Linked DNA regions of Mus musculus: region 2 is linked to region 1. Evidence: chromatin contacts called from public Hi-C data. All regions are on one chromosome and are shown on one strand. The core of a region is the stretch at or near the end of the contact, and the rest is flanking DNA. Distances in the headings are between cores, read along the strand shown. Region 1 overlaps Fam163a (family with sequence similarity 163, member A). Region 2 overlaps Fam163a (family with sequence similarity 163, member A).

Region 1 (5,718 bases), core at 145-2,644:
GAAGACAGCTACCGTGTCATCCATCCCTCATCAAGGAAAACTCCCTTTGCAACAGTTGGAGACTACTACAGAAACACAGCCAATCAAAACGCAGAGCTGTGGAACTCAGTCCCAGTGGATATATCCGCTAAGGCTCAGGGAAGTTTGGAAGGGCATGGGGTGTTATTTGTAGGAGTCTGATGATAGGGAATTTGCTGTAAGGTTGTTTCCTTATGATATTAGAAGCTATACCCATAAAAATCTCACCACATGACTTCCCAATGTGTGCTGAACATAGCACCAATGGACATGCCAAGGCAGATGGGGAAAGCCCATGGAACTTAACCCTACACAGGCAACTGAGGGAAGCTGGGGACAGAAGTGGCCTAGTCCAAGGAGAGCACACCAATTGGCTGTCCAGTGCCAAATGATCAGCCCTGAAAACATACATATAAGTAACGTTATACAGGCTGAGCAGATGATGTCCAAGGATATTAATGTGCATACATATACACATATACATGTGGTTATGGGTTTGAAGGTGAGCAGGGAGGGGTATGTGGAAAAGCTTGGAGGAAGAAAAGGGAAAGGAGAAATGTAGTTATAACCTCAAAAAGAAAAAGAAGGGCCGGGCGTGGTGGCGCACGCCTTTAATCCCAGCACTCGGGAGGCAGAGGCAGGCAGATTTCTGAGTTCGAGGCTAGCCTGGTCTGCAAAGTGAGTTCCAGGACAGCCAGAGCTATACAGAGAAACCCTGTCTCGAAGAAAAAAAAAAAAAAAACAATTGGACCTTATGGGCTGGAGAGATGGCTCAGTGGTTAAGAGCACTAACTGCTCTTCCGAAGGTCCTGAGTTCCAATCCCAGAAACCACAAGGTGGCTCACAAACATCCATAATGAGATCTGATGCCCTCTTCTGGGATGTCTGAAGACAGCTACAGTGTACTTAGATATAATAATAAAGAAATCTTAAAAAGAAAAAAACATTTAGCTTCTGAAGAACACACAAAACCAGAAGGAGAAATAAAGAAACATCGACTAGATTGTTTTTACAAGCCAGCCAAAGGGATGTCATGAAGAAGCTAGCCCACAGCTAGATGACACAATGACACATCCCAGTGAGCTGCAGGCTGGGAGCTGCAGGCTTGGGTCTTCCTTTCCTTCCAGGCCCTTTCTTCTTGTGATTATTTTAGCGCACCGACTTAAGAAGTGGCTTTTATACTCCCCGTCTTATCCCTTCAATTCTGTCAAGCACACTGGGCTCTTCTGTTTCCTGGCTACCAGGCAGGTGGTCCCACATGTCAAAGAAAAGCTGCCCAGCCTTAGAAATTGTCCACGCCACGCCACGGTGGGAGGACATATAAATATAGACCAGAAAGAGATTACTCATTTTAAGCCCAGCTTCTCCACCATCATCTTGCTGTGACTCACAGATCAATTAAAGGTGCCGTAATCCAGTATGTCAGGAAAACTGCGCAGAGGGAATGGTTCAAGCCCCCCTCCCCCCCTCCCCACCCCTACCCCCACTCCAAATTCCCCTACCCGCACCCTGCTGGTACACAAGTTACCAACTGCTTGTTTCTAGAAAACCAATTAGGAAACCATAAATTGCAATCAACTAGAAAGGTCACTGCGCAGGCTATAAATACAGGCATTTCTAAACCGGAGTGGAAGCCTGTGCTGAGGTGCCTCCTCCGCCCACATCCTCCAGCCCAGGCTTCCTTTGATAAACTGAAAGAACATTCTGGCCAGGATCAAAGAGGCGCTCCCTGGCTTTCCATTTTACCGTGGACCCTTTCACACGGCCCGGGCAATTCTTAGCTTTCTGGCTACATCGTCTTGAGCTGCCCAGCCCTGACTCCAAAACATTTTCTTCACAGTGCAAGACTTAGAAAACGCTGACAATTACCACAAGGAAATGATCATTTAGAATCCCACCCTTCAAAAACAAAAGTATGTAGGGTGGGGTGGGGTTGTAAATACTTGTAACCTCACACTCAGGAGGCTGAGGCAGGAGGATCACCAGTCTGAGGCCAGCTGGGGCTACTTGGCAAGACTCTTTCTAATGAATAAAACAGAAAGGAGGGAAAAGTTAACACTTTAGGGCATACTCCAGCTATGTGAGTACACACTTGCTTTTCTTCGGGAACACACTTCAAGCTGTCATGTAGCGGTTAGCACTGTTTTGTAACCTGCTGGCTCGGCGGCAGTGGTACCCATATTGATGCTTTGCTGTACTATTCCACATGGACGGTGATACAGTTACCTCCTCCTGCTGCTAGGCATTAGATAACTTCCGATTTTGCCCTCGAATAGAGGGCTGCGGGGAATATTACTGGACTTGACGTTTTCCTGTAGTCATGATCATTTATGATAAATGCTTAAAATGAAATTGCCAAGCCCTTGATCTCTCAAACCGGTTCATGTTGCCAAATTGCCTTCCAGAGAGGTTTACCCTCCTACAGCAGTGCGCTTATGGCCATTTCCCCAGGCCCTTGCCAAAAACTATTAATATACATTTCTAAATCTCAACCAATTTATTGTATTAATCTAAAAAGTCAGGGCTGGGAAGATGGCTGACGTCAGTAGCCTGTTTGCCTACTGACTTGAATCTGAGCTCAGCTCCCCAGAAACCACATAAAAAAGTGAGCTAGTGTGGACCTATGCTAGTGTGGACATTTGAGGAGGTGGGGGAAATCCCTGAGGCATACTGTTCCAGCTAGCCTTGCCAAAAAGTTGACTTCTACATCTAGTAGGAGACCTGACTCAAAAACTAATGTAGAGGGTTGGTAAGATGGCTCAGTGGGTGAGGACTCTTGCTGGCAGGACAGAAGACCTGATCTGATCTCTGGGACCCACTCAGAGTAAACGGACTCCCACAAGTTGTCTACTGACCTTCACATGTGTGCTGTGATACCTGTGCACTCACATGTATACACAAAATGATTTTTTTTTAAATGGGAGCAATAGAAAACAATATCAATTCACACACATATGTATACACACAGACATGTATATATCACACACACATCATTTTGTTCAGGTGTTTCCAAACCTAAAAACTGCACAAAAGCCGGGCAATGGTGGCACACACCTTTAATCTCAACACTTGGGAGGCAGAGGCAAGCAGAGGCAGGCGAATTTCTGAGTTCAAGGCCAGCCTGGTCTACAGAGTGAGTTCCAAGACAGCCAGGGCTATACATAGAAACTCTGTCTCAAAAAACAAAACAAAACATAAATAAATAAAAGAGAAACTACCCCAAGGTTACACACAGAACCAGGAATTAAATCCACCCTTCAAGCCCCAGTTCTTGAGCATTTATTTCCAGTAGGACCTGGTGCCTCTGTGGGCCCTGGCATTTCTTACCCCAAATCTCTCCCCCACACACTCACACATATGTGTGTCAGGACCCAGGAGCCAAGGTCCACTCTCAAGGGTACTGTGGCAACGTCAGGCCTGCTGCAGGAAGAGAGTACAAGACCTTCCAGTTACAGCCACTGTGAGAGGATGAATCTGACAATGTCCGTTAGGTTAACCTCGGCATCCTTTGACATACAAATCTGAATTATTGATGTTTGAAATGAGATTATTTCAAAGGCATTAAGTGGCCGTGGAAGGAGTAGCAGCAAACCCAACTGTAGTCTCCCAGCCCCTAAACAATCTCTTTAGCCCAAGGCTCTTAATTTACAGCAAATAGAGTAAGCTATTTAGCTGGGCTATTAGGTCTTTGAGCTTTGAGAGTTCCTCCTGAACGTGTCTATTCTGAGACTTGCTTGATCTAAAATTGACATAAATAACAGGTCAGGGTACCAGGATGCATTTGTTCTCCTGACTGGTATTTTCAGAGCTCTTACCATGTGCTGGTCACCAAAGACATGGAAATGAAAGAGACATGGACCCTGCCCCCCAGACATCTTCCCAGTTGTTGGGTGCAACTAAATGAGTCTGCAATGACATAAATAAGACATAACCTTGGGAGAGCTGCCAATAGAAGAGAGGGGGCAGCAGATATGCAGGCCAGATGAGAATAAACTGTCATAGCCATGGGCATGAGAATGAGGTCTAGCTCAGGTGTGTCGATGCTGCAGCACACAGGACACATGCACCCTAGGATAGTGATCGATGGGCTCTAACATAGTTGTAGGTGATAATATCGTATCACAGTAACAAAAGGTTGGGTCTGGAGGGGGATATATTGTGAGAAAGAAGTTTTCCAGAGAGGGAAGGGGGATCGTAGGGAAGAATAGGGGATAAATATATTCAAAATATGTTATATACCTATGTGAAACTGTCAGCAAATAAATAAAAATAATAATAAAATTGGGCAATCTTTTGTGCCACAGCTGCCCTAGAGTGCCTGGCTCAGTCCTGAAAAAGAGGAGGAATATGGGAGGGGCTTGATCACATTTGGGAACTTAATTGGGTGGCAGAATAGAGGAGGGAGGGACTGGTTAAGGTACTGGGGTTCAGAGAGGAGCTCACCACAGGGCCCAGAGGGGAAACAGTGGGAAACAGTGAGAGTTGTCTTGACAGAGACCAGCAGTTCTCAGGTAAGGACCACCATAGGGAGTGTGTGTGTGTGTGTGTGTGTGTGTGTGTGTGTGTGTGTGTGTGTTTAACCATTCAGCCTGTGGAGATGGAGTGTGGAGACCTGGATGGTTACAGAGTCCCTGGCATGGCTCCAATGTCCTCCAGACCAGAGATTGCAAAGACGAGTTAATAAATGGCCTTTGTTCTCTAGACAATCCTCTGCAAATGGCCTTTGTGTTCCTCCCCAGAAGTAAATTTGCCAACCATCATGGGATCACTTTTTCTTACAGTGTGCTTGCTCATTGGTTACAGTTTTGGCCTTCCGTCTCTAATGTCTCCATATCTATTTCTCTGACCCTCCAGCCCTTGATCAGCCAAGAAAGAGCAAAAATCAAAAACCCTCCATCCAAAAGGGACTATTTTGAAAGTACTTAATTCTCCATTGGTCCCACCATCCCCTGGCTTGTTCATTTGGTGAATGCAAATCATATTAATTTTGGTTGAAATGATGGTTACTTTCAAGCCATGTTTGCCAACTGTCTAGAGTCCACTTATCCTTTCCCAAGAGAGCACCTGCAGCCTGACCCTCACAGGGAAGACCTCTTCTTCCACTGACCGTCTTAGGGTTTTATTGCTGTCAAGAGACACTATGACCAAGATAACTCTTGTAAAAGAAACATCTAATTAGGGTTGGCTTACAGTTTCAGAGGTTCAGTCCATCATCATCATGATGGGAAACATGGCATCATGCAGGAAGACTTGGTGCTGGAGGAGTCAAAAATTCTCCATCTTGGTCCAAAGGAAGCCAGAAGGGGACTATCTTCTTCACTGGGCAGAGATTGAGCACTAGGAGCCCTCAAAGCCCACCTACACAGTGACACAAGGACACAACTATTCTAACAAGAACACATTTCTTAATAATGTCACTTCCGTCGGGCAGTGATGGCACACACTTTTAATCTCAGCACTCGGGTGGCAGAGGCAGGCAGATTTCTGAATTCGAGGCCAGCCTGCTCTACAGAGTGAGTTCCAGGACAGCCAGAGCTATACAGAGAGACCCTGTCTCAAAAAACCAAAAAAAAAAAATTAATAATGTCACTCCCTATGGCCCAAGCATATTCAAACCACCACAACTACCATCTACTTGCATGTACCAAAGCTTGAAAGAATCATTGTGGATCTCAATAGCCAGATAAATTTAACATATTA
Region 2 (5,391 bases), core at 2,113-4,612, 75 kb before region 1:
AGGAGGCAGACAGAAGGAGCAGGGGTTCCAGTGCCAGGAGCGCCTTACATTCTCTAACTGCACAATCACTCTCAGAGCTCCTATTTTAGATGTCCTACAAGGATCCCCACTCTACTTCTGGCATATCAAGCAACATTTACTATAGAGAAATCTTAATTCTGGCAAGAGATCACATCCAAAGACTTTCTAGGTCTGTGTAATTTGGCTGGAATACAAACATGTTTTTAATCCCAGGAGACAGAGGCAAACATCTCTGAGTTCAAGGCCAACCTGGTATAGAGCAAGTTTCAGGAAGAGAAAAGCTTAGGTCCAGGTACAGTGGTCTAATCCCAGCACTCAGGAGACAAGAGATGTGCTCTGTCTCTGAGTTCTAGTCAGTTCTGTTCAGTCAGTTTGTGGAATTCAGAGGCAGTTTTACCAGGAGAGTTTTACAGAGATAGGTTGGAGAAAGAACAAGCTAGACACAGGTGAAGACAGAATGGGCCAGAGAATGAACAGATTGCTAGAGTTAGTTTGAGGCCAAGCATGACAATTTGGTGAGAAGTGGAAAGAAGCCAGTTTGAATCAATCAGCTTGGAGAAGAGTTTGAGCCAGAGCAGCTGAGATGAACCAGGCAGCTAGGAACTAGAAAGGGTGAGCTGATTCAGTAAGTCTCAGAGGCGGAATACATTCTAGGCCTAGGTTAGATTGTATAGAGGTTAGAAGCTTCCAGGACTAGGCCTAGGTTAGCAGACAGAGGCAGTAAGCCTCGGAGATGACAATTACATCAGGAAAATAAAAATACTTTTACAATTTACCTCTGCAAATCTGCCATGTTCTTCCATGCCTCGTGCCCTCTCTCCTGCTGCCCCCTAAATCCTAAAGGGAGAGCCCAAGATAGTACACATACTCAAATCAACCTTAAATTAGTCCACTTTCCACGCCATAACAAAATATCTAAGGCAAGGTATTTGTGAAGAGAGGTGTAACTATCTAAGCGTCATGAAGCTGCCTGTGATGAGCCCCCCTCCCTCTACTGCACCACACCATGGTTGGAAAACCTGCAAGCGGGGGAAGTTGCATGGCAAAACAGAAAGCCAAAGAGGGACCCTAAGTGGGTCACTGGATCAGTGTTCTTGTTGCTATGACAAAATGCCTGACGAGAGAAACTTAAAGAAGGAAGGTTTCTTTTGGCTCACAGTTTGAGGGTGCAGCCCCACATGGCAGGGAAGAGATGGTAGCAGGAACCAGAAGCAGCTGGTCACCGTAGGAAGCAGAGAGCAATGTGATGTCCTGTTAGCATCCTTTTTTTGTAGTCTAGGACACCCACCCATGGAATGGGGCTGCCCACAGTTAGAGTGGGTCTTCCCACCTCAATTAATCTGATGTAGTTAATTCCTCACAGACAGGGCAAGCTCGGAGACTTGTTTCTGGTGACTTCAGATCCTGTCAGATTAACAATCAGTATTAACCAGCACAGTCATGTTTGTTATTTTGTTTTGAGATGGGGGGAGGGAAGAATGCAGGGGTTGGGGGGGGTGTCCCGTAGCTCAGGCTGACTTCAAGCTTGTTATGTAGCCGAAGATGTCCTTGAGTTTCTGCTCTTCCATCCTCTCCACTTTGCTAGTAGATTACAGTAGCACACCACCACGTTCGGTTTATGTGATACTAGGAATTAAACCTAGGGCTTTAAGGATGCTAGGCAAGCATCCTGCCTCCTGAGCTACACCACCAACCACAGTTGCTCATGCATAAAAACCTCCTTTGTGAATAAACCAGGGTCTCACAAAACTATTTCGGCTCCCTTTAGGTTTTTGATCCTTTGGTCTTATGTAGCCCAAGCTGGCCTTGAACCTGCTATGTAACCGAGGAAGACGTTCAAATCCTGATCCTCCTGTCTCTACTTTCCAGGGTCTGGAATTACAGTATGCACCATCATGCCTACCCTTCAATTTCTTTTAAGGGCAGATACCTCAGTGACCAAATTACTTCCTGCTACCCCCAACTCGTTAAAGCTTCTGACATTCCCACCCTTGGGGTCAAAATTCTAATACTTGAATTCTTTAGGGACATACCTAAGCCAAATCTAAACCATGCAAGTATCCGCTGAAATGCTTAATAATAGAAGGTTTCTATAGTAAGCTAGCCACCACTTAAAGTGATGTAGAAACTGAGTTAACATGATATGTTGTTAAATTTTAAAACATCAGGTACATAGTATAGTCTGCATTTGAGTAGGTGTGGTACATCTGGGTGGACAGGATTAAAATAGCAGCCACACTTATCTACAGTGGGCAGATTGCTAAGGGATTTCAGACCTAATCTTTTGACTTGTATCATTTAAATTATCAAACACACAGTTGGTATATTATGATCAACCCCCCACCTCCCCATCAAAGCGGCTTGGCACAGTGCGGAGAAGCACTTGACCTCTGGCTGGTTCCTGTGACTGCACGTTGTTGACACAGCAGTATTTCTGCCCAGGAGGACTGCAAGCGAGACTAATTCATTAAGTGCTTCCAGTCCTGAAGATGACAGGAGCCAGGAAAACATAAAGTCTCGTTACTCTGACAGCCGGTAGCCTTGATGTCTGCGTGTTTATTTATTAACTGGACTGCACGGATCCGTTCTCCCACAAGCACTGTAGCTGACCTTGACACAGATCTCATTCTCATAGAAGATGGAAATCACAAGAACACTGTCCTAGGAAGGGACGTGAACTTGAATGACAGTCGGCCAGGGCTACTGTAAGGTAGTAAGAGATGAGAATGTTGAGGGATTTGGCTCTCGCTCGCTCTCTCTCTCTCTCTCTCTCTCTCTCTTTCTGTGTGTGTGTTTCTGTGTGTCTGTGTGTCCGTGTGTGTGCAAATATTAGGCATAATATACAAAGTGTTCCATATATACACTTCCCCTTTTAAGTCATAACAATTCTGTGATGAGGTCTTCCCATTTTAAAGCTGCTGGAACTGGGATTTGGAGAGAGTGAATAATTAGCTAACAGCAGAAGTTAAATTTTAGTTTGGCTAATTCCAAATTCCACCCCTCTGCTTCCCTTTTTAATAGGCTGCTGTTACAAGCAGGGAATTTTAAAGCTTGGGAAAAACATTCTATTGATTTTGGCTTAGAAGGTTCCCGGCAGGAAGTAGATGCCAGATGCTCTCAGTTCAATGGATGGATGAATGAATGAACAAAAGAAAGAAAATTCTAAAAGGTCATGTAATCAGATCAAGGCAGGGAGAAATAATCCTGTTAGGAGCCCATCTCAGAAATAGATGTTACGAATGAATGCAGCAAACGCTCTGCAGTTCTGTTTCCCGGCCCATATTTACAAGAGCATGCCTGCAATAGAGTAAACATCAGGAGAGTCACTTTGCTGGGGCTCAGAGAGCTGGATTCTGCTGGGTATGTGGGTCAATCAGTCCTGGTGCAGTTTAGGGGGAAAGAGGTGCTGGCCTGGTTGAGTTCCCAGGCACTGAACTTGATGTCTGCTGTTTGCTAATCAACCACTTGGCCCTGCTGGGTCCTCTCAGTTTATCTGAATCACTTATGGTCTGAGGACAAAGAGAAAAGGAGCCCCAAACATAGATGCTGCCCCTACCACTTGTGAGAGAAATGCTTTCTCTCCCTTTGCCTGTGATGGATCAAGCTGACAGGCTTCCCCCGGCTCAGATGAAGAGCTGTTTTTCTCCATGTGTGTGCTGTCAGCTCTAGGAACGCTCAACACTGGTTATTGGGTCAGCAAGCAGAAATGGAGAGAAGCTTTGTTCGCCCCCTCTTTCCTTGGGCATCTTCTTGGCTGTGCACAGTAAAGGCTCATATACACCTCTCCCCAGCTCAGAACAGGAGGGAAGCCATTGGACCCCAGACCACTGTGGGGGACACAACAGAAATACTTCAAGGTATTTATCATCCAGGAGTTCGGAGCGTAGGGGAGGAAACACAATGTTCCCTGTAGTCTCTGTAGCTCTTAGCCGGGACCACTAGGACAAAACAGCTGAGCAAAGAAAACAAGTGCATTTACACCTAGGCCTGATACATACATGATACATGATACATACATGATACATGATACATACATGATACATGATACATGATACATGATACATGATACATGATACATGAGAGGAACCAAAGGCAGCCAGGGGTTTAGGTTTCAGGTTCCCATGTCATCCTCAGCTGAAGACTGAGACGTGTGTAGGGGAAGCACTTTTGGAGAAAGCACTGGCATAAAGCATGCATGTGTGTTGTACCCACAAGTGTGTACATGTATGGGCATGTGTAAAAGACTAAGAAGGATTCTGGGTGTCCTTCTCGATCATTCTCTGATCATTCTCTGGCTTTCTCGCTGAACCAGAAGAAGCAAGGCTGGCAGTCAGGGCGACCTAGTCATTATCCTACCTGCCCACCCACACCAGCACTGTGTTTACAGGTGTGCATGTGGCCACAACCAACCTTTTACGTGGGTGCAAGAATTTAAACCTAGGTCCTCACGCTCGTACATCAAGTATTCTTGCCACCAAGCTGTCTCCCCAGCTCACAACCCTTATTAAGTGAATTTAAACGGACACTTTCTCAGTTGTGTTTGTTTGTTTGTTTGTTTGTTTGTTGTTCTTTTTGGCAATACTGGGGACTAAGTCCAAGGCTTTATGCATGCTAAGCAAGTGCTCTATCGATGAGCTGCACCCTCGGTGCTTGCGCTAATAAGACTTAACTGAGATGTATTTGGGCTTCTCCACGTACACAAGGAAGACACACTTACAAATGAGCATTTTCCTATTTAAGAAATGAACATTTTCCTCAGAAGAATCATTCATACTGTGTTCTCACAGCTTCTCTTGTGTCTGTTATGTCTCAGAATAATCAGATCAAAACATTCCTTGTGCCAAAAAAAAGGCGTATTTTATGGTGCATATTCTGGTTAGTCTACAATAGTGTCCCAGAAAGAGGGACTAGAACACAAATGAACTTTACAGCTACACAGCAGTGTCATTGAAATGAAGCTTAGGGGCCCTATGCTGACTGGTTCCATTTTCTAGAAAGCAGGGGTTTCAGGGGGTGGGAAGGACGACACTCTGCCTCTATGCCCCTTCTGTTCTAACAACCCTGTAATCACAGCTCTGAAGAGGGCAGAGAATCCCTTAGAGAAGCGTATGTAGTTGGAGAGGAGGTGAGTGGTCTCTGATGCTGGGCTGTAGTAAATCCTGCTTTACAGAGTAGGAAACGGAGGTCAGAGCTACGCCCTCCTTACCAAAACAAACAAATGATAACAGGGAGATCCAAAGTTTTGAACTTGAACTTCAAGATGCCCATCTTCCCTTGGTCCAGGAGAGATACTGCCCTGTGTGTATAGAAGAATATAAATTCCTCCCCTTGTCTCCCTGTCACTTTTTTCCTGGCCCATCTTTGCCAGGA

Evidence for each region. Hi-C and Micro-C count contacts between places; a contact is called where the count stands out from the background.
Region 2: a Hi-C map of the N1E-115 cell line shows a contact between it and region 1, with 3 times the contacts expected there. The contact joins two enhancer-like sites. A contact is called at or near these places in 2 of 15 datasets of contacts at CTCF or cohesin (the NIH/3T3 cell line and stem cell-derived epiblast-like cells), 20 of 484 Hi-C or Micro-C datasets (CD8 T cells, the G1E-ER4 cell line, the HL-1 cell line and 13 more), 12 of 115 datasets of contacts at active chromatin or transcription factors (CD8 T cells, T-cell acute lymphoblastic leukemia, astrocytes and 6 more) and 1 of 9 other capture datasets (embryonic trunk).

Annotation. Positions count from the first base shown.
Region 1 is chr1:156,104,532-156,110,249 of GRCm38.p6, reverse strand. The region is part of intron 1 of Fam163a (family with sequence similarity 163, member A); the gene reads left to right. Among named protein-coding and RNA genes, the nearest start is that of Tor1aip1, 71 kb to the right of the region's middle. Within about 2 kb of position 1,394, at least 21 of the 459 cell types and tissues checked have an H3K27ac peak or open chromatin away from gene starts, as enhancers often do. A contact at or near this core is called in the N1E-115 cell line, where this site is marked.
Region 2 is chr1:156,181,487-156,186,877 of GRCm38.p6, reverse strand. All of the region lies in intron 1 of Fam163a (family with sequence similarity 163, member A), which reads left to right. Among named protein-coding and RNA genes, the nearest start is that of Fam163a, 21 kb to the left of the region's middle. Within about 2 kb of position 3,362, at least 39 of the 459 cell types and tissues checked have an H3K27ac peak or open chromatin away from gene starts, as enhancers often do. A contact at or near this core is called in the N1E-115 cell line, where this site is marked.